2 separate regions of the Gossypium arboreum genome follow, and region 2 is linked to region 1. A link is a contact called in public Hi-C data. All regions are on one chromosome and are shown on one strand. Each heading gives the region's core, a stretch centred on a gene start, on an enhancer-like site or on the middle of the called end of the contact. The rest is flanking DNA. Distances are from core to core; before and after follow the strand shown. Region 1 holds the start of LOC108461696. Region 2 holds the start of LOC108480120.

Region 1 (4,912 bases), core at 1,614-4,113:
ACAACAGAATGGCATTGTCATGTTATGGTGCAATGCTCAACAGATATTAAATATGGGTAAAATTGAGGACCAGCTTGGTGCCTCGATCATCTAAACAAATAAGAAAAAGCAAAGATCATTCAAACACTTCTCAAATCGTGTTAGAGAATAAGATATAAATTGTTTTGTTTCGCCGTGTTAAGAGACAATAGAGGGCACAACAAAGTTCAAGAGGAGAGTCACATTATGCTCCAATCATATAAATATATAAAATGGTAATGATGACCGGAACAATTGCACAATGCCAGGTCAACAACCATAAATTTGTAAAATAGCAATGAATGAAGCCCCGGAAAAGAAATTCAACACTAATTCAATTAAAGAAAGAACTAAGAAGACAAACAGGAAATCTATAAACCATGCATCATGCAGCTTACGTCAGTCAGGCATAAGAAGGCCAAGCATGACGGTGGCTCGGATCAAATGATAAAGATGACGAGTGTCAAGCTTCACAAATTGGGTGATTAAAGAATTAGAAATCACAAGCAAACAGAGGCTTGACCCCCAATCACAGATATGAAGACTGGCATTAACCATTTAGTAAATGAACCCTTAAGATCTAGTAATCTTACAAGATAACAGATTCATTCTTGTGATCATTAAAACGAGACAATAAAAGATAAGAGAAAACCTATACAATCATACTTCTTAAAAGAGATAAGATGTGGTTGGAATTTCACCATTCTAAAAAAATAAACTGAAAGACCATAACATTTCATATAGATGAAACTCAAATCAATCACTTAACCGTCCCTCTTTGATTACTATGTTCATGGTGGTATAAGGCAAGGATTCTATAAGTTTGAGGGTTCACAGTGGATGATGAAAAGAGTTAGAACAAGCTGAAGGGAGTTCCTAACCAACCGTGCCCTGCCCAACCTCTGCAAATACACACAATTACAATCCAAAACTGCTGGCAATAATATTCTCCAACAAAACAGTGAATATAATCAAGGGAGAAAGCCACAGTTAGTCCCTAATTTGACAACTTTTCTCAACTTAGTCCCTAAACTTTTTCTTGGTCCACATTAGTCTTGGAACTTGGAAACTTTTCCCAATTTTGGTCCATGTGATGACATGACACTCCGATATTATGCCATGTCATCACATAAAAATTTATATTTTTTTCTAAAATTTTAGGTGATGGCATGGCACAATCTTAAAGTGCCACATCATCTCAATGACCAAATTGGGGAAAAAATTACTAAGTTCAGGGACCAAGTAGGAAAAAGTTTCCAATTTTAGGGATTAAATGTTGACTTATCCCTATAATCAACTATACCACTCATCAAAACTACAGAAACACTTTTAAGACTATAGTAATTACATCTTCCAAGGGACTAGATCTTTTCCTTTCTTACAAATAGAAATCAGCAACCTCATGTTATAAGAACATAGAAATATAAAAAACGGAGACATTCCAGATTACAGAAGCACTCAAAACAAAACGTGATAAATTGTTTTAAGTTTAACCATTATGTCAGATTTTATATGAAAAAAAGCGGCACAAGGCAAATTCTTGGACTATATCAGCAATTAGGCTCCAAATACAAAACCTTCTTGGAACATATATGAGAACCTAATTACACCAAAACATACTTCCTAAAGATTCAGAAATTCAAATAAACACAAACACATATACACAATACATAACACTCAATTCAACCCTGAACAGGTTTTGGAAGAGCACTGCCTAAAACATGTTTGATGCAAGAAGCATTCCACAGAGAGCCAAGGATTTCGAATGGTTTTGTTAATCACAACCAGCACACTGCATTCATATCATACTGGAATCTGAAAGAAAATATGAAGGGATAAAGAAATAGGGAAGAAGACAACTAGAAGTAAGAACTTGAGTAACTTGAGAACACTTTGAAACCAATGCTCAATCATACTTTGAAAGCAATGCCGAGGATGTTATCCAACACCAATTTTGCAGAAAACAAGGACTGAGTTGAAGAAAAATCAAGTATAAGATTCATGAGGACGAAAATTAAATCAACTTGATTACAATCTCTAGAAAAACTAAGTTTATTAATCCCAATGCTCAGCAAGACATTTGTATTAGAACTTTGCTAACTAGTTAAAGCTAACAACCCATCCAAATATCTAAGTTATCAACATGCATTCACCGGTTCGACCCGGACCCCAATAAAATCGGCATGGCCAAGCCACAAACTATAACCAAGCTTAGCACCTAACTTTCACACAAGTGCAAGCATTTAAAAATCAACAATTTGGCATTGATTTTCAGCGAATTAATTTCTAAATTACTCTAAAAGAGTCCACACTGAGACTAACCCATCAGCTTCTTTACTAATATTGATCAAATAAAACAAACCCATTTCTCATCCCATTAAAATTAAACAACCAACAAATTAAAAAAAAAAAAACAAAATAATCAACCAAAAACACCAAAGAAAAAGAAACTCGTATTATTGAATGGTTTACACTTGATATAAGCAATCAAAAAAAAAATAAAAGAGATAACGAGAGAGAGAGGAAAAGAAAGAAACCAGTGAATTGTGATTCAAGAGTGAAAGTAACAATCTATCACCGGTGAGGAGGCTGATCTGCTCGGCGAGTGGGATGAAACACGACGTCCTTAAGAAGATGCTGTAGGCGTTAAGTAAATGTGACGGTGCATTGGGGAAGCTTTTTTTTTTGTTAGGGTTTTCTTTTTTTAACTTTTTGCTGTTGTTTTTCTTTTGATTCATTCTTTTTAATTTTTTTTCTCGAGGGAAAATAAAAAATAAAAATAAAAAAGGGAATGGGGTCAAAAATTTTCTCGGGGTGTAGGCACTTTCTCGAAGACCAAACGCGTGTAGAGAAAAGTTCAGTAATTGATAACATTTTTGCTAAAGTGAAACTGGAATTTCTCGGGAGACTGTGAAGGTCCTATCACAATCTTCCACGTCACTCCTAGAATTGGCAATAGACTGATAGAGTAACCTACTTTCTTTCAAAATTACAATTTCTATTATTTTTTTATTTTTCTATATAGTACCCAAATCTTTTTTTTTTTCAACAAATTAATCCATATCCAACCTGAAGTAGTCTTTTTGTTCGAAGGCAAATTTTACGCGTAAGACAAGAGAAAACCTTTCCAAGTTAAAAGAGGCAAAATAACTTAACATAGTTTATTTTATTGTTAAATTCGACTATTAGTCCCTACATTTTTATAAAAATTGTGTATTTAATCTTTATACTTTAATTTGATCATTTTTAATTTTTGTACTTTTTAAAATTTAAAATTTCAATACATACCAAATGATAATTGTTAAATTCATTAAGGGTTACTATTTTCAAAATCTAATGCGATAAGTGTAACGTTATATCAACTTGTTATTTTCGCATGTTAACCACGGACTATCATTTGGATCAAGATAAAATTTCAAAATTCAAAAGTAGAAAGACTTAGCATGATTTAATTAGAAAATATGGACTAAATCTATAATTGTATGCATAGTATAATATTAGTCATAATATGAAAGTAGGAGAACTAAAATTGACCAATTTAAAATACACAAACTAAAATTAATCGAATTAATTTATAAAAACTAAATTCATAACTTTCACAAAGTAGAAGACTACGACTAGAATTTAACCTTTCTTTTACCAACTTTTGTTTAATTGCTCTGTCCGAAAAAGGTTTAACCTCCACTTTTTAATTCGTGCATCATTATTATATCACTTAAATAAATTATTAATTCGTACCCAACCAATTTGTATTCATGTAAAATCATATCTCCTTTTTTTTTAATATAATGTCACTTTTTACCATAATATTACCATGAAAGTGGTTTGGAATTGGTCGCAATCATTAAATAAGTTTAGCAACATTTTTGTCTTTGCTCTGCAAGTTTTTACAAGCTTTTCAACTGATACCATTTTGCAAAAATAGTAAAAACTATGATTGAATTGAGAAAAAATTATATAATTTTAAATATTATATCAAAAAATATAATAAAATTATTAAAAATAAAAAATAATAACCAAGCAACAAGCATTGATGTAATAGGCCGAATGCATCGATTAGTTAAGACATCAAATCAAATTAGGCAACAAAATATAATGAATTGCCATAACTCATAATAATCTAATCAAACTTGGCAATACAATATGGGTTTAAATAATCATAACCAAATATTCATGCTTGCTTCATCATATAATTACCATGACATACATACTTCCCATTTTCAATTTTATAATATGTTTTTTTATATCATGTAAATATTAAAAAATGCTAAATTATTTATATTTAAAATTTTCATAAATATTTATAATTGTTGAACTTAAATAAAAATTATGTTTTTAAAGAGATCGCAAGTACAGTCACAAATAATAAATATTGGATAAACTATATTTAAGACCAACTCAATGCAAAACACGATCCAGCTCCAGAAATAAATCAGAATAAATCGAACCTAAGCCATAAAAATCCCAAAGCCTCAACCTTTATAGGCAAAACAACACGTGTATATATATATATATATATAAACGGGTCTAAATGGATTTAGATCAACTATTTACAAATATGAACAATAAAATTTGAGTCTCATATTTCAAGTTAGGCTAGGAATGCCAAACATGGGCCTAGAATGAACCTAGCCTAACCAACCCTGTTTGACAGTTGTATATATAAAGAAATTGCATCATGCAAGTAGGACTCAATCATATAAATACCTAATTTTTAGGGTTTAGAATATTACTCCCATTGGAAGAAGAATCATATAAATACCATGACTACAAGCACTGAATTAAGGACAAATGCCTTACTGCAGATTTCAAGTTCATGTACCTTGAAGGGTTTTTCTACTTGGCATGTTGCTTCGATCAGTAGGTGCAATTTGCCCCTGCTCAAAGTGCAATG
Region 2 (5,321 bases), core at 1,124-3,623, 290 kb before region 1:
TCTGCTGGGGCATCTACCGGTAGTGGTTGGGGTGGTCCAACCAATGAAGGCAGTTGGAGAGGCCAATCTTCCGACAGGGGGCAATCTTCCACTCCAGGGTCAAGAACTGGTAAGTTTTGAAACATTTAAGATGAAATTTTGGACACAAGATCTTTTCATTAGTTAATTTCGGTGAAGAACTTTTCATTTGTTTATAGTAGTGAGTAAAAGTTCATTCTAAATGCTAGTCCTTTTATTGTATGCGTTTTGTACATTCAAGTGTATTTTCGTTTTGAGTTGCTCGTCTCCTTTTTGTCTAACGTTTAGCTGGTTTGTTTGGTATAAGGGCGAAACGATTACAGAAATAGCAGTAGTCGAGATGGGCATCCAAGTGGTGCACCACGGCCCTATGGTGGACGGGGACGTGGTAGGGGTTCATATAATAGCAGCAGGGGACATAATGAGGGGCAGGATTCATCATACAATGGAACTCCGAAACGGGATTCAGGTAACAAAAAAGGGGAAGATGGTTGGGGTAATTTCCCAGGTGCTAAAGTTCAAAACTCTCCAGGTAGGGAAGCTTTCCCTGGTGGTTGGGGTGGCAGTGCCGGAACCCAAAGTGGCAGTGGCAGTGGCAGTGGTTGGCAATGACAAAGGTGATTTGGACTGCTGACTGGTCCCCAAAGGTAGTAATATTATTATCTACTTGGAGGATAGCTGTAGTGTTAGGTGTAGGGGGTTTAGTTTTGAATTCACAATTGAAATTATTGCTTTGCTTGCTGACTGAATAATAAACTGAAACATGTAGTTGTAGTTATAGTGTATTTGTACATGTATAAATTGGATCAAAAAGATACATCTGATACGACCAATGTATCTTTTTAGTTTTTTCTTTGGCATGAACATTCATTTTTCAGTATTTTGATCTTCTTGTAACAATAGTACTCATGTTCTCACGAATGGAAACCTGAAATTTGTCTCTATATCATCTCCCTGACTAGATTATTTGATTGACTATTTCATTTCTCCCATTTTTTTACAAGAAGAGTTTCCCTAGATGGGGATTTTCCACTTGCCTCGAGAGTTTGAACTCAAAAGTGCCTAAATGAGGATTATCCACTTGCTCTCCTGAGAGTTTGAACTCTGAAGTGGTTTTATTGCTAGACATTCTTTTACCACAAGCATCTAAAAATTATATAATACAATATTATTATTACTATGTATTTAATGTCGTATGATATAATATTTTTTTATATTATTATGTATTTAATGTAAAAAATTATATAAAATAATATTCTTACTTTATTTTATTATGTAGCTAAAGTAATATGAAAATTACATGTATAATATATTAAAAGATCTTAATGACAAATATACAAAATTAACATTTAATTTCTTAAATAATATGAACGAATGGTAGAGATGAAATTGACTCGATTCAGATCGAATTTGGAGAAAAATCATGGTTACCATACAATAAAATAAAATTGATGTCAAATTCACCGGTCCATGTCAGTTCAATTAGTCGGCTTTTATTATTATCCTTTAGAATAAGTTTTATACAGTAGTATTTTAAAGTTATTTTTATTAATTTAAATACAGAATATTTATTTTATTTTTTAAAAATAATTATATACTAAGTAAAAGACAGTTTTCAATTCCGTTTGGATAGTTAAGATTTAGATTCATATTTCCAATCAAATTATTAAAATATATAAATTAATATAACACTTAAAGTTTATTCCAACCTAATTCAAGCATGAATATCACTCAAACTGAGAAATTATTTTATGTATTCTTTTCGTCACATCATTTATGATTTCGTTCAATTAAAAGAGAACATATTATTTTTAATTTGAAAGTTTAGTCTAAATGTACATTTGATGTGAAAAAATGTTGATGTATCCTCTTCTACTTAGATGGGACCATGGATGATATGGTGAAAAGGGTCTATAAAATAATTCCTGAAGCTACATTTAAAATTTTTTGTGGATTTAATTAATATATTTTAAGCTATTTATTGAGTTAAGTTATGTTATTACATGTATAATTTTATGTCGTATTATTATTTTTATATATTATTTTAAAAAATCAGTTAATAGATTTAAATACCGATTCTTGTTTGTATCAAGATTAAAATTTTGAAATTTGAAAATTATAAAAACTAAAAATGATCTAATTCGAGAACATAATTTACACTTAATACATTATTAATAGTAAAATTTAACCAAACAAAATTAATTACTACGGTTTGAATTTAGATTACAATTGAAATTTCAAATTTCGGAAAGTGTATTAAAATAACATTTAAATTAAATTTTTTACCAAAAAACAAAGTGATAAATTGAAGTGCAGAGTAGAGGGACTAATATCAGCAATTAACCCTTATAAAAACCCTTGATTTCCATTTGCTGTAAATAGTGAGTGAGCCGAAGCCCTGCAGTAAGTGGGCTGCTTCTTCAGTTGCTTAAACGCTGAACCAATATTCCCAAGGATGGCGAAAATCCCTCTCAGAAATCTGCTTTCACTCATCCAAAAACGCTTCCTTCATACCCACCCTACCCTTTCTTCTATTTCAAAGCCCCGCCCTTCAAGCTCTGCTCTTCCACTCTCCAAACGCCTCATAATACCCCGAGACGCCGCCCCTGAATCCTTATCCCTCTTCAAAAATTTGGAATCTTACGGATTCAACACTACCCAAATCGCCACATTGGTCGAAAAAAGCCCCGAAATCGTGCATTCCAGATTTAACTCAAAGTTTAAGCCCAGGCTCGAGTATCTAATCGAAAAGGGTTTTAAAGGTAAGCTTTTGCCTGAATTCATTCTATCGAATCCTTTGATTCTTTCTCGAAGCTTGGATGCTCAGATTAAGCATCTTTAGAGTTTTTATCCTAATTTTTGAAAGCTGATGAAATCCCGGTAGCTATTAGACGATCGTCTTCATAGTTGTTGACTTTGAATCTGAATTCCATTGTGCGACGAAATGTTGAGTTGATGATTAGTGAAGGAGTTGCTGCTAGTAGGATATCGAAATTGTTAGTATTACAACCTAGGGTCATTTTGTAAAGCCATGCTCGAATGGTTTACGCCATTAAAACCATTAAAGAAATCGGTCTAGAGCCGGCAGAATCTAGGTTTATACATGCTCTTAGGGTTATTTGTTCAGTTAGCAACGCTAATTGGAAGAAACAAGTTGAAGCATTTATGAGCCTAGGATGGAGTAAAGAGGAAATTTTTATTACTTTAAGGAAATACCCTCTTTGTTAGTATTACAACCTAGGGTCATTTTGCAAAGCCATGCTCGAATGGTTTACGCCATTAAAACCATTAAAGAAATCGGTCTAGAGCCGGCAGAATCTAGGTTTATACATGCTCTTAGGGTTATTTGTTCAGTTAGCAACGCTAATTGGAAGAAAAAAGTTGAAGCATTTATGAGCCTAGGATGGAGTAAAGAGGAAATTTTTATTACTTTAAGGAAATACCCTCTTTGTTAGTATTACAACCTAGGGTCATTTTGCAAAGCCATGCTCGAATGGTTTACGCCATTAAAACCATTAAAGAAATCGGTCTAGAGCCGGCAGAATCTAGGTTTATACATGCTCTTAGGGTTATTTGTTCAGTTAGCAACGCTAATTGGAAGAAAAAAGTTGAAGCATTTATGAGCCTAGGATGGAGTAAAGAGGAAATTTTTATTACTTTAAGGAAATACCCTCTTTGTTTAGCTTGTTCCAAAAGGAAACTCCGGTTTTTGATGGATTTTTATGTGAATATAATGAAGTTGGATGCCAAACAATTAAATCGTACCCGAAATTGCTTCTGTTTTCGGCTGATAAACGGATTGTTGCCAGGTATAAGGTTTTGAAGGTTTTGGAGTCGATGAAACTTATCAAAGAAGGTAAGAAGATTGTTTGGATTATGACATTGTCTGAACATGATTTTTTGGAGCAATATATAACTAAGAACAAGGACAAAATTCCAGGTTTGTTGGATTTGTACCAGCAGGCTAAGAAGAGAAAAACAAGCGGGGACAAGAGTAAAACAATTGATCCTGTATCAGCAAGTTTAACTTTGTAGTTCATAGTTGTCCAGATCTATGTTACTCAGATTCAGGGTGAGTGCCTGCTGCTGATTATGTGTTCTGATATGGGTAAGTTTTTCAATATATTTGTTGGACCGTATTTATATAACCATGTATGTTAAGAAAAGGAAAACCAGCAGGGGGCAAGAATGAGGCAACTAATCCCAAAATCAGCAAGTTTGACTCTAGTTTGTAGTTGCCTAGACATGTGTTACTCATGTCGGATACTGAATATGTGACCGGTATGGTAAGATTTTCGATATATTTGAAAGATGGTACTCTTACAACCATGTTCAACCAAACACAAATGCTACAGGTGGGTACTTTAGGAACATGAAGTATCCGGGCCATATAGACCTATGGACATTCCTGTTTGACCGGTTCTAAAATGTATTCGTGGTATTCATATTTTCATTGCCTAATATGATTTTTGTGGCCATTATATTTTTTGTTTTTTTCTTTTGTGGATCGTACTCTTTGTTATATTATGACCTTGATTGCCTGAAAAACTCATAATTTTGTCCTGCCAATTCGTGTTTTCTTATCTTGTTCTTGTATTATTCAATAAGTTATGTTATATTTATATAACTTTTGATTGGTTAGTATTTGTACTGTATAGATTTTACTAATGTTTGTGTATCTGCTGTGTCATGTGGTGTTTTAGTTGTGTTTTCTTTTTCGTGCTGCATCATGTTAACCGTGTTCAGCATTGCCAGAATCCTATTGGGATAATTCATTGTTTCAACATTGTCAAGGTCCAAAATTCTAATTAGGCCAATCAAGTATAGTCTAGATGTATTTAGGGATGACAAAGAAAAAACCCGAATCTGACCCAATTAGTTAGAGTTGCATTCTTTTTAGAAATCGGGTTTGGAGCGGGGTGGGCTGGGTGAAATTAAAAAATATATATAATGGGGTTGGGCTCAGGTTTGAGGTAAATCCACTCGTCCTACTTTGCAATATTTACTAAAATACCCCTGATATATATATATATATATATTAAGTTTTTGCTTCAATAAAAAATTATGTATATATTAAGTTTTAGGTCTAAGCTCAAAAAATTTAATCTTAGTTTCTTCAAAATGCAAATTAAAACAATTAAAAAATGTGATCTTAATTGTTTCAAAATAAAAATAGGAAATTAAATTAAATTCAAATATGGTTGGGGTGGAGTCGAGTTTTCTATTAAAATCTTTTTGGAGAGGTAGCTTCACACCTATGGATGTTTGAGTTTAAAGTGCATATCAATGTCTTTAAGTTTTCT

What was found. Hi-C and Micro-C count contacts between places; a contact is called where the count stands out from the background.
Region 2: a Hi-C map of leaf shows a contact between it and region 1, with 2.9 times the contacts expected there. The contact joins the promoter of LOC108480120 here to the promoter of LOC108461696 in region 1. A contact is called at or near these places in 2 of 5 Hi-C or Micro-C datasets (both in leaf).

Annotation. Positions count from the first base shown.
Region 1 is chr10:117,940,228-117,945,139 of ASM2569848v2, reverse strand. LOC108461696 reads right to left here and starts at 2,863. Exons shown (of 3, transcript XM_017761612.2): 1 at 2,556-2,863.
Region 2 is chr10:118,234,105-118,239,425 of ASM2569848v2, reverse strand. It overlaps LOC108480120, which reads left to right and starts at 2,373. Exons shown (of 3, transcript XR_008271707.1): 1 at 2,373-2,780. It overlaps LOC108450561 (transcription elongation factor SPT6 homolog), which reads left to right. Exons shown (of 18, transcript XM_053019625.1): 16 at 1-109; 17 at 326-487; 18 at 551-962. The coding sequence ends at 630.